2 separate regions of the Triticum aestivum genome follow, and region 1 is linked to region 2. The links are chromatin contacts, called in public Hi-C maps. All regions are on one chromosome and are shown on one strand. Each heading gives the region's core, a stretch centred on a gene start, on an enhancer-like site or on the middle of the called end of the contact. The rest is flanking DNA. Distances are from core to core; before and after follow the strand shown. Region 1 holds the start of LOC123122762. Region 2 has its middle 56 kb from the start of LOC123125521.

The links. Hi-C and Micro-C count contacts between places; a contact is called where the count stands out from the background.
Region 1: a Hi-C map of leaf shows a contact between it and region 2, with 5 times the contacts expected there. The contact joins the promoter of LOC123122762 here to the enhancer-like site in region 2. A contact is called at or near these places in 2 of 5 Hi-C or Micro-C datasets (both in leaf).

What each region holds. Positions count from the first base shown.
Region 1 is chr5D:461,510,982-461,514,909 of IWGSC CS RefSeq v2.1, reverse strand. It overlaps LOC123122762, which reads right to left and starts at 1,831. Exons shown (of 3, transcript XM_044543100.1): 1 at 1,048-1,831; 2 at 845-944; 3 at 191-754. The coding sequence starts at 1,512. The coding sequence ends at 420.
Region 2 is chr5D:461,349,292-461,353,108 of IWGSC CS RefSeq v2.1, reverse strand. No RefSeq gene overlaps it. Among protein-coding and RNA genes, the nearest start is that of LOC123125521, 56 kb to the right of the region's middle. Within about 2 kb of position 1,563, at least 2 of the 8 cell types and tissues checked have an H3K27ac peak or open chromatin away from gene starts, as enhancers often do. A contact at or near this core is called in leaf, where this site is marked.

The DNA of each region.
Region 1 (3,928 bases), core at 582-3,081, 160 kb before region 2:
AGGGGCGGAGCAGAATCCGCGAACGGTCGAATAAGGAAGAGCCGACGCCGCGGCGCCACAGGTACCGTCACTCACGCCTTTGCCATCGAAATCACTCGGCCGCCCATCCCAGTCGATGCCGGAACGCGGCCACTGGAATTTCCTGAGGCAACGTGAAAGTGAAACACACCACGAGTTTTTACGTGGCTGATGACAAAGGAGCACGAGAGAGAGTCGCTCCGAAATCTTTATTGACATTGCTCTCAAGCTACAAATTAAACCGCTACGGGCAGTGAGAGAAAAGAGGAAAAGGCACAAGAGCTTCATAGGTTTTCGCTTTTCTATTAATAAGTACTATGTCTTGCTTTGCTAACTTGTAATGAAAGAACAAATGAATAATGCATGTTATGCTGCTTATGCAGCAGGGACATTGGACACGTTCACGCGAAGGAGGCTTGCTTGTTGCGTGTCTGCGGATGGGCCGAGAGCTTGGACAGCAGGAAGAGGCCGGCGGAGGAGGCGAGCACCGCCCCGGCGAAGCAGGCCATGTCGAGGCCGGTGACGAGCGGCACGCTCTTGAACTTCTCGAGGACGCCTGCCTGGAGCAGCAGGATGACGGCGTGGCCGAACCTCGACTTGGCCTGCGTGACGGACCGGATCCTCGCCCCTTTCTTCAGCCTCTCGTAGATGGGCTCCTGGACGCGCTGGGAGCCGTAGAACATGCCGTACATCCCCATGCCGAACGTGAGCAGGGCGGTGCCGATCAGGAACATGTCTGAACGAGGACAGAAAATAGTTACTAACAGACTCGATCAGATTGATGGCGCAGGGTGCCTTGTGTGTGATTAAAAGTACGGGTACGTACCTAATGCTTCGATGAGCAGCTTGATGATCTCGGCGTGATCTATCGTCTGCGACATGGCACGGAACTGCAAGGAGAACGACTGCAGAACAATGCCACAACCCTACAGACACGCATGAAGAAAGGTTTGATCAGTCTTTGAAGACTTGACTTGCAGCATATATGGCCACACATATAGGAGGATGAAGAAGCGCTTAGTTGGTTACCTCGAGGAAACATGGGACTGAACCGAGGAGCGATCCTGCGACGCCGATGAGCGTGAACGACTGGCATCTGACGATGCCCTGGTGGATGACGGCCTCGACGACCTTGGCCCAGCGACGCCGCGTAAGGGCCAGCCACGTCGCCCCGAACTGCCGGAGCACCAGCCTCCGGGTGACCTCGTACGCTAGAGGCAGCAGGAGATCCACGCTGCCCGCTTCCCCCGGCAGGCGTTGCTTCTCCTCCGTCGTGCTGGCGGTGGTCGCTCCCAGGGTTATCAGCGCCGCCCTCTGCTCGGCGGCGCGGCCGATCCCGCGCCTCGCCGCCTTGGTGCCCCACAGGAACGGGAACTTGAGAGACGGGATGCGGCACGACGGCCGGCTGGCCGCCGGAGACGACGACGGCAGACGGCTGTCCTTGGCGGTGGCCGCTCTGAGTAGCCTGCCGGTACCTGCAGCCCTGGCCGCCATTGCTGGACTCGGTCAGCTCCTTGTGTTCAACCAACGTTGCCTGTGCTGCGCTGCGTTGAAGCTGAAGTATTGACTGTGCAGAGGACCTTTCGAACCACGAGGCCGTATAAATACTGGGAGGGAGGAATGACATGGAATGGAACATGTGCAGCAACTAGAAGGCGGGGAAGGTTCCAAGAATAGACGGGGCGAATGAACCGTGGCGGTGAAGGAGCTGGGCGTGTGGAAGATCAGGAGCGGACGATTCCAATGGCGGGCGTCTCGTTCCTGTGGCTGGAGAAGCTTTGTCGCGGCGCCGAACCGCACCAACGGTGCCCAGGGTTCCGTTGACGTGTTAGCGCCCGCGCGCGCGCGCGTACTTTTTCCGTGCCGCGGCGGCATCGTGCTGCTGGTATCTCGTAGATGGTCATTTGGCGCGAGAAACGACAGGAACGAAGAGTCGTTGTGCGCACCTACCGCTCTCGTAGCAGCAGCTGCAGCACGAGAGAGCGATGTCGCGTGGAGGAAGGAGGAAAGGTTTGCCTGAAGCTGCAACTTGGTGCGCAAACTTCCTTCCGGCCAGAAAGATCCAGGGATTTTTCGCCGGGCGCGAACGCTGGCGCGCCCGTCTAAACCTGGCCGTCTGTTAGGAAAGGTGGGCCGGACGCGCGCGTGGGCTCGTGTGTCACGGCAGGTACGAGAGCGAGATGGCAGCGGAAGGCGATACGAGGTGGACGGGCGAGCCGCCGGGCGGACGGACGCGTGTGCGGCGGCAGCGCGTTCCTTGCCGCTCCGGCCTCGTCCGCGGGCACGTGATGCAAAACGCTCGCCGTCTTCGTTTTCTCTCCTGCTGGTACGAGGACGGAGCCACACTCCGTGGTGGCAAGCCGAAAGGTACGGGTGCAGACTCTCAAGTCTCAAGCTTGAAGCTTTTCGGGCAAGTGTGTGGTCGTTCGTACATTTGTCATTCTCGCGGGCGCGGGGGCTGCATTCGGGGTCGGTGCACCTGGTGCTTTTGTCTCTAGAACCTAGCTACCAGCTGGAGCGTATGGGAAGGGGCTCCTGCTCTCTTGGGAGTATCCCAGGTCCAGACTAGTCACCAGAGCTTGTGTGAGCAGCGTGTAGGCGCGCCCTCACACTTGTCAGTCTTGCAATTTCGCAAATAAATGTGTTCCATCTCGGCTATTGGCGGCATGGCACATCAATCATGGACACGGCCGGGCACTTGTGTGTGTGCGCGAGCGTGTTTTGATCAAATACAGCAGGTACCAACGGCACGAAAAAGAAACACCCGGCTCCGATGCGTGGTGCTCGCGGAATTTTTCCTATAAAAAAATGCCAACGAGGGTTAGCCCTTGGATTGAACAATTAATAGGAACCATCCATTCGACGTCACCTGATGGCTTGTATTACTATTACCTCTTGATAGTTAGGGCATGGATAACAAGTCTGTACGGTTAATATGGACCTTTTCCTTTATAAAAATACGAAGAAAAAAAATCATGTCATTAAAACATGGTGCTAAACTAGGAGACATAGCATGTATAATGCAAACTTTTTCTATGTCATTTTTTCATGCCATGTCCCTGCCACCAATTTTCTTTCGAGCTTGGTTAATACGTAGTCAAGTTAGTTAATAGACATTTATCTTAATCATGCAAAGCATATAAACCGGATATTCATGTGAGTAACAAGTAAAAACACAATAGTCCTTTGTACTTTTGATTTTTTTTAATCATTGTACAGTTTCAACATGAAAAATATCATCTGAGACCAGGTCTCTTTTCCCATCACGGGAGACCCCATCCAGAATAACACATGTGTTTAACACCCATCTCAAAGCATCTTCTTCCCCAACTTCACATCTCCGCCATATTCCCATCCACCAGAGATGACCATCTCACGGTTAGCCTTCTCCTACGTCATCGTCAACAATAAAAATATTAGAGGATGTCGGCTGACTCTCCAAATATATCCATAGCCAAAGTCAAGCAATATGTTTCTGAAGTGAAATTCTCCCCCAATTTTCAAACAGTTCACTAAAACCAGATATTGAAGTAGTGTCTCTTACAAAACGCTTCCGCTCGCGTCGCCTCTAGGGGGGCGACTTGGGCGCCCTAGCCACCGCCGCATTCGACCTCCCTCCTCCCCTGCTTCCCTGCCGCCACCGGAGGAGGCCAGCGAGCGAAGCTCGCCTGGCGGACGGCCTGGCGGACGGCAGGCCCTCCTCCTTTCTTCACGAGGGGATCCTCTGGTTGAGATGCGACGGCGCCCCTGGGCGTACGGCATGGAGGCGGAGTTGGCGCGCTTGGGCGGCGGCCGATGGGATCCTGGCGGTGCTAAGGGGGCTGGCGGTGGCGGAAACCCCAGATCGGTTATCCTCCGAGTGGTCGGGCTCGCGCACCGTTCGGCGGCGCTAAGCGGTGGTGGGCGCGCG
Region 2 (3,817 bases), core at 314-2,813:
TTTTATTGTTTGCTTGATTTTGAATCTGAATTCGAATCGGTTTCGAACTAACGCAAGACTAGCAACAGTAATCAAGGTGACGTGGCATCATTAGCAGAGGGTTACTGTAGCTTAATTATCCGGGCGTCACAAAGTGGGTGCAGGCGGGGAGCGCTATCGCATTGGCTCCGGATCCGGCTTGGGCTCGACGACGGCGGCGGCGGCGGTGGAGGCGGGACGAAGAGCGGGGTGTGGACGAAGTCCCCCGCCGTCGACAAGGCAAGGGCTTGCTCCAACCCATCCCAATGCGCGTCCTCGTCGATCCGGCTAGCCTCTTGCGCGTGCTGCAGGGCCTGCTCGAGGGCGGCTTGGTACTCCGCCTCAGCCTCCATTTCCTCCGGCTCTACCCGCGGGGGCGGCAGTGAAAACTGCGGGTTGGCATCGACGCCTAGCCTCCGTTGCTCCTCGTGTTCGAGGGCAAACCAGGCCTCCCAGTTGGGAGAGTCGGCGGCATACTCGTGCATCCGCCGCTGCGCCGGCGTGAGCTGCGCCTGGCACCTGCGCACCTCCTCATCGTGCGCCCGTTGTGTCTGCGGAACCGCCGGCTGGGATCCGGTGCGGATCGAGGTGCCAGTGGTGCAGCAGCGTCACATCGGGGTAAGGCAGCGGCTGCCTATGCTCCCAGTGCCACCGCGCTTGGTGCACCGGGATGTGCAGACGCCGACGACCTGGGCGGACGCGCGCCGGCGGCGGAGGAGGGGAGGAGGAGCACGGGAGGATGAGGCGCCGGGGGTGCACTTGCCCTGGCGGCTGCTGCTGCCGAAGAGGCCCATTGCTAGGGTTTGGGGGTGTCGCCGGCGAGGAAGCACAAGAGGGTGGTGTGGGGCCAGATGTGGACGGAAGTGGATGAGGCCGGCCCCCGCCGCACGCGTGGGTTAAAAAAGGATGCTTCCACTGGCTGACTAGTGAGCCCTCTGTCGGTGGTCGTCATAAATTAGACGACGGGTGGTAGTTGGGTGGCCGCCAAGTGAGACCGCGGCGGACACCGAGGGGACGCGCGGCGGGTCCACTTCGCGTCCGTGCCGTCGCATTTGGGCTGCAAATTTGGGTCATAAATGCGTCGGCGTGGACGCGTAGAGACGCGATTTGGGTTTGAGTCGACGCGTTGGGCCTTTGCTTTTGTCCGTGCCGACCCAAACGAACGCAGCGGATAAAATGGGTCGTCCATTCGAATTGCTCTTAGCGACTCTGCTAGAGATGCTTAACGGAGTTGTCACCCGAGCGACCCTGGTTGTAGTCGTAGACGTGTAGCATCCGCTTGGATTCGGAGCAAGATACGGCGAAATTGTCTCTCGGCGCCGGAGAGAACCTGCCAAGGCGACGACGGCGGCCGGTCTATGTGATGACGCATGTGGCGGGCGTAGGGACACGATAAAGTTGGTGCGATTTGGCCGCACGACCATGGACGACAGCAAAGAAACGGCAGAAAAGGCGACGGTAATTGCTCCCTTTTCCCATACCGTGGCGTGCATGATCCCTCGCTTTTGGGGAGATATGGGTCGACGCGCCTTTTCTCGCGCCATCATGATCTCTGGTGACGGCGGTGTGCCGTAGCAGCGTCCGTTCGGGTTCAGACCAAGCCGATCTGACCGACCCTCGTGTCCGGAAAGGCCCTAATAATTCGACAAAGTTTGGATTGCAAGGAAGGTCTCATTGCACGAAATGTTTTTCTGACGTGTTATTGCACGAAATGTTTGGTGTCACGTCCATGTCAGCGGCGTCGGTTTGTTTAGCTGGAGTATTTGCCAAAACAAAGATTCCTTTGGGGGCAGGGAATTGGTTATTACTCGGCTGCACGGGCTGTTAGTTGTACACTTGTACTACTGCTAGGTTTTTTGCACTGGGGCGCCGCCATCATGTATCTACGCGTATGTATATATTAAAATATTCTCCTATTGCGAATCAACATGTGGTTGGATGGTTAGAGGGACTGTGGTATCCTCAGCCCACCAGGGTTCAAATCCTGGTACTCGCATTTATTCCTAGATTTATTTCAGGATTTCCGGCGATGCGCATTCAGTGGGAGGAGAACGAGGCGTCTACCGTGACTTCATAAATCTCTAGATGATATGCCGGCTCAGTCTTTCGGAGGTGCTCATAGGGGTAGGGTGTGCGTGTATGCGTTCATAGGGGTGAGTGTATGCGCGTGTATATGAGCGCTTGTGTCTGTACTGATGTTAAAAAAAATATTCTCCTACTTTGCCCCGCGCGTAGTACGTACGGCATAAAGTCAAGAGACTCTTTACCGACTCACGATACGACGCTGCAGTGCCAGTGGCTGCTAACGAGCACTCCTTTTTCATAAAAAAATATAAGAGCGTTTAAATCATTATGCTTTTATATTTCTTTTCAAAAGGAGTAAATATTAAATGTCTAATCCATAGATTTGATGTCGTTGATGAAAAGGGCAATGGAAGCTACCATCCGGCCGGTGCGACCGTGCGCAACCAAAGTACTCACTAGTCTGTCCGATGCGTTTCTGCTGTTTGATACGGAGGTTTGTCAGCCGAAGCTCAACAATGACCAATGGCGGCATGGCGGTACGTAAACGCGCGTAAAGCCGATGTGATCCGGCGGGCGGAGACCACGACCAAATTAAGAGTAATGCTACATTCATGAATCATTACGTGGGTTTTACAGGGACATTATGACTTGGCAGATGGTGATTGGTTCAAGGGGGAGGGAGGGGTCCCACCCGCTGAAAATCAGGGGTGGCAAGAATTAGAGGAAGGAGCCCATGAACCTCCTGTAACCCGTCCGTTGGTTTAACAATTTCGCCAAACTAAAACGGTGCAACGCAGTGATGGATATCCCGACTGATTGACCACTAGCCTTAACGTTAGACGGGCCCATTAAGGACTTATACAATGCAAATGTGTTAAGGATGATGCTTAGTCTAAAAAAACTAGTTTAGAGATATGCACCGATGGTTAAGAAAAAACTTGATTTATTTTACGAAACATCTCCCTAAGCATCTCGCATTGTCCAAGGTCTAAGGGGCACCTGAAGCGGTTTCCAAGGATTGTTTTTAGAAAGCTTTGAAATCTTTCTCACCAGGTTTTGGGAAACTTCAAGCCGTTTTCTATTATGTGGTCTCCTTTGCTATTTTCTTATTTGTGTTTTCAGTTCTTGCGTTATTATTCTATTTATTCAAATTCAGGCACAATCTTGAAATCCATGAACATTTCTAAAATTTATGAATATTCTTCATATTTTTGAATGTTTTCAAATCCAAGAACATTTTAAAACTTCATGACCATTTCTCAAATTCATGAATGATTTTATTCAAATTCACACACAAAATCATGAAGAAAAATTTAAATTGCCGATTTTTTGGGAATTCCTGAACATATTTTCTATCCATGAACATCTTCAAATTTGTGAGAGTTTTACAAATTAGTGACATTTAGTAAATTAGAGTACATTTTAAAATTTGTGGACATTTTTTCAAATTCAAGAAGTCTTATTTGAGGTTGTGAACCTTTTTCAAAACTTGTGGCTATTTTTAAATTCATGAATGTTTTTCAAACACATGAGCATTTTTTCATTCATGAACAATTTTTTGAATTTGTAAACATTTTTAAAATTCATGATTTTCTAAATTAGTGGAATTTTTAAAATTCATGATTTGTAAGAAAATTTATAACCATTTAAAAAAATAATACCGGTGAAACCATGAGAGAAAACTAGAAATAAGAAGAAAACCTGGTCAAAGAAGATTCTAGAAGGTTCCCAAAAATTGAAGGGACATGCTACGTGTCGGCCGGCGGATTTTTTT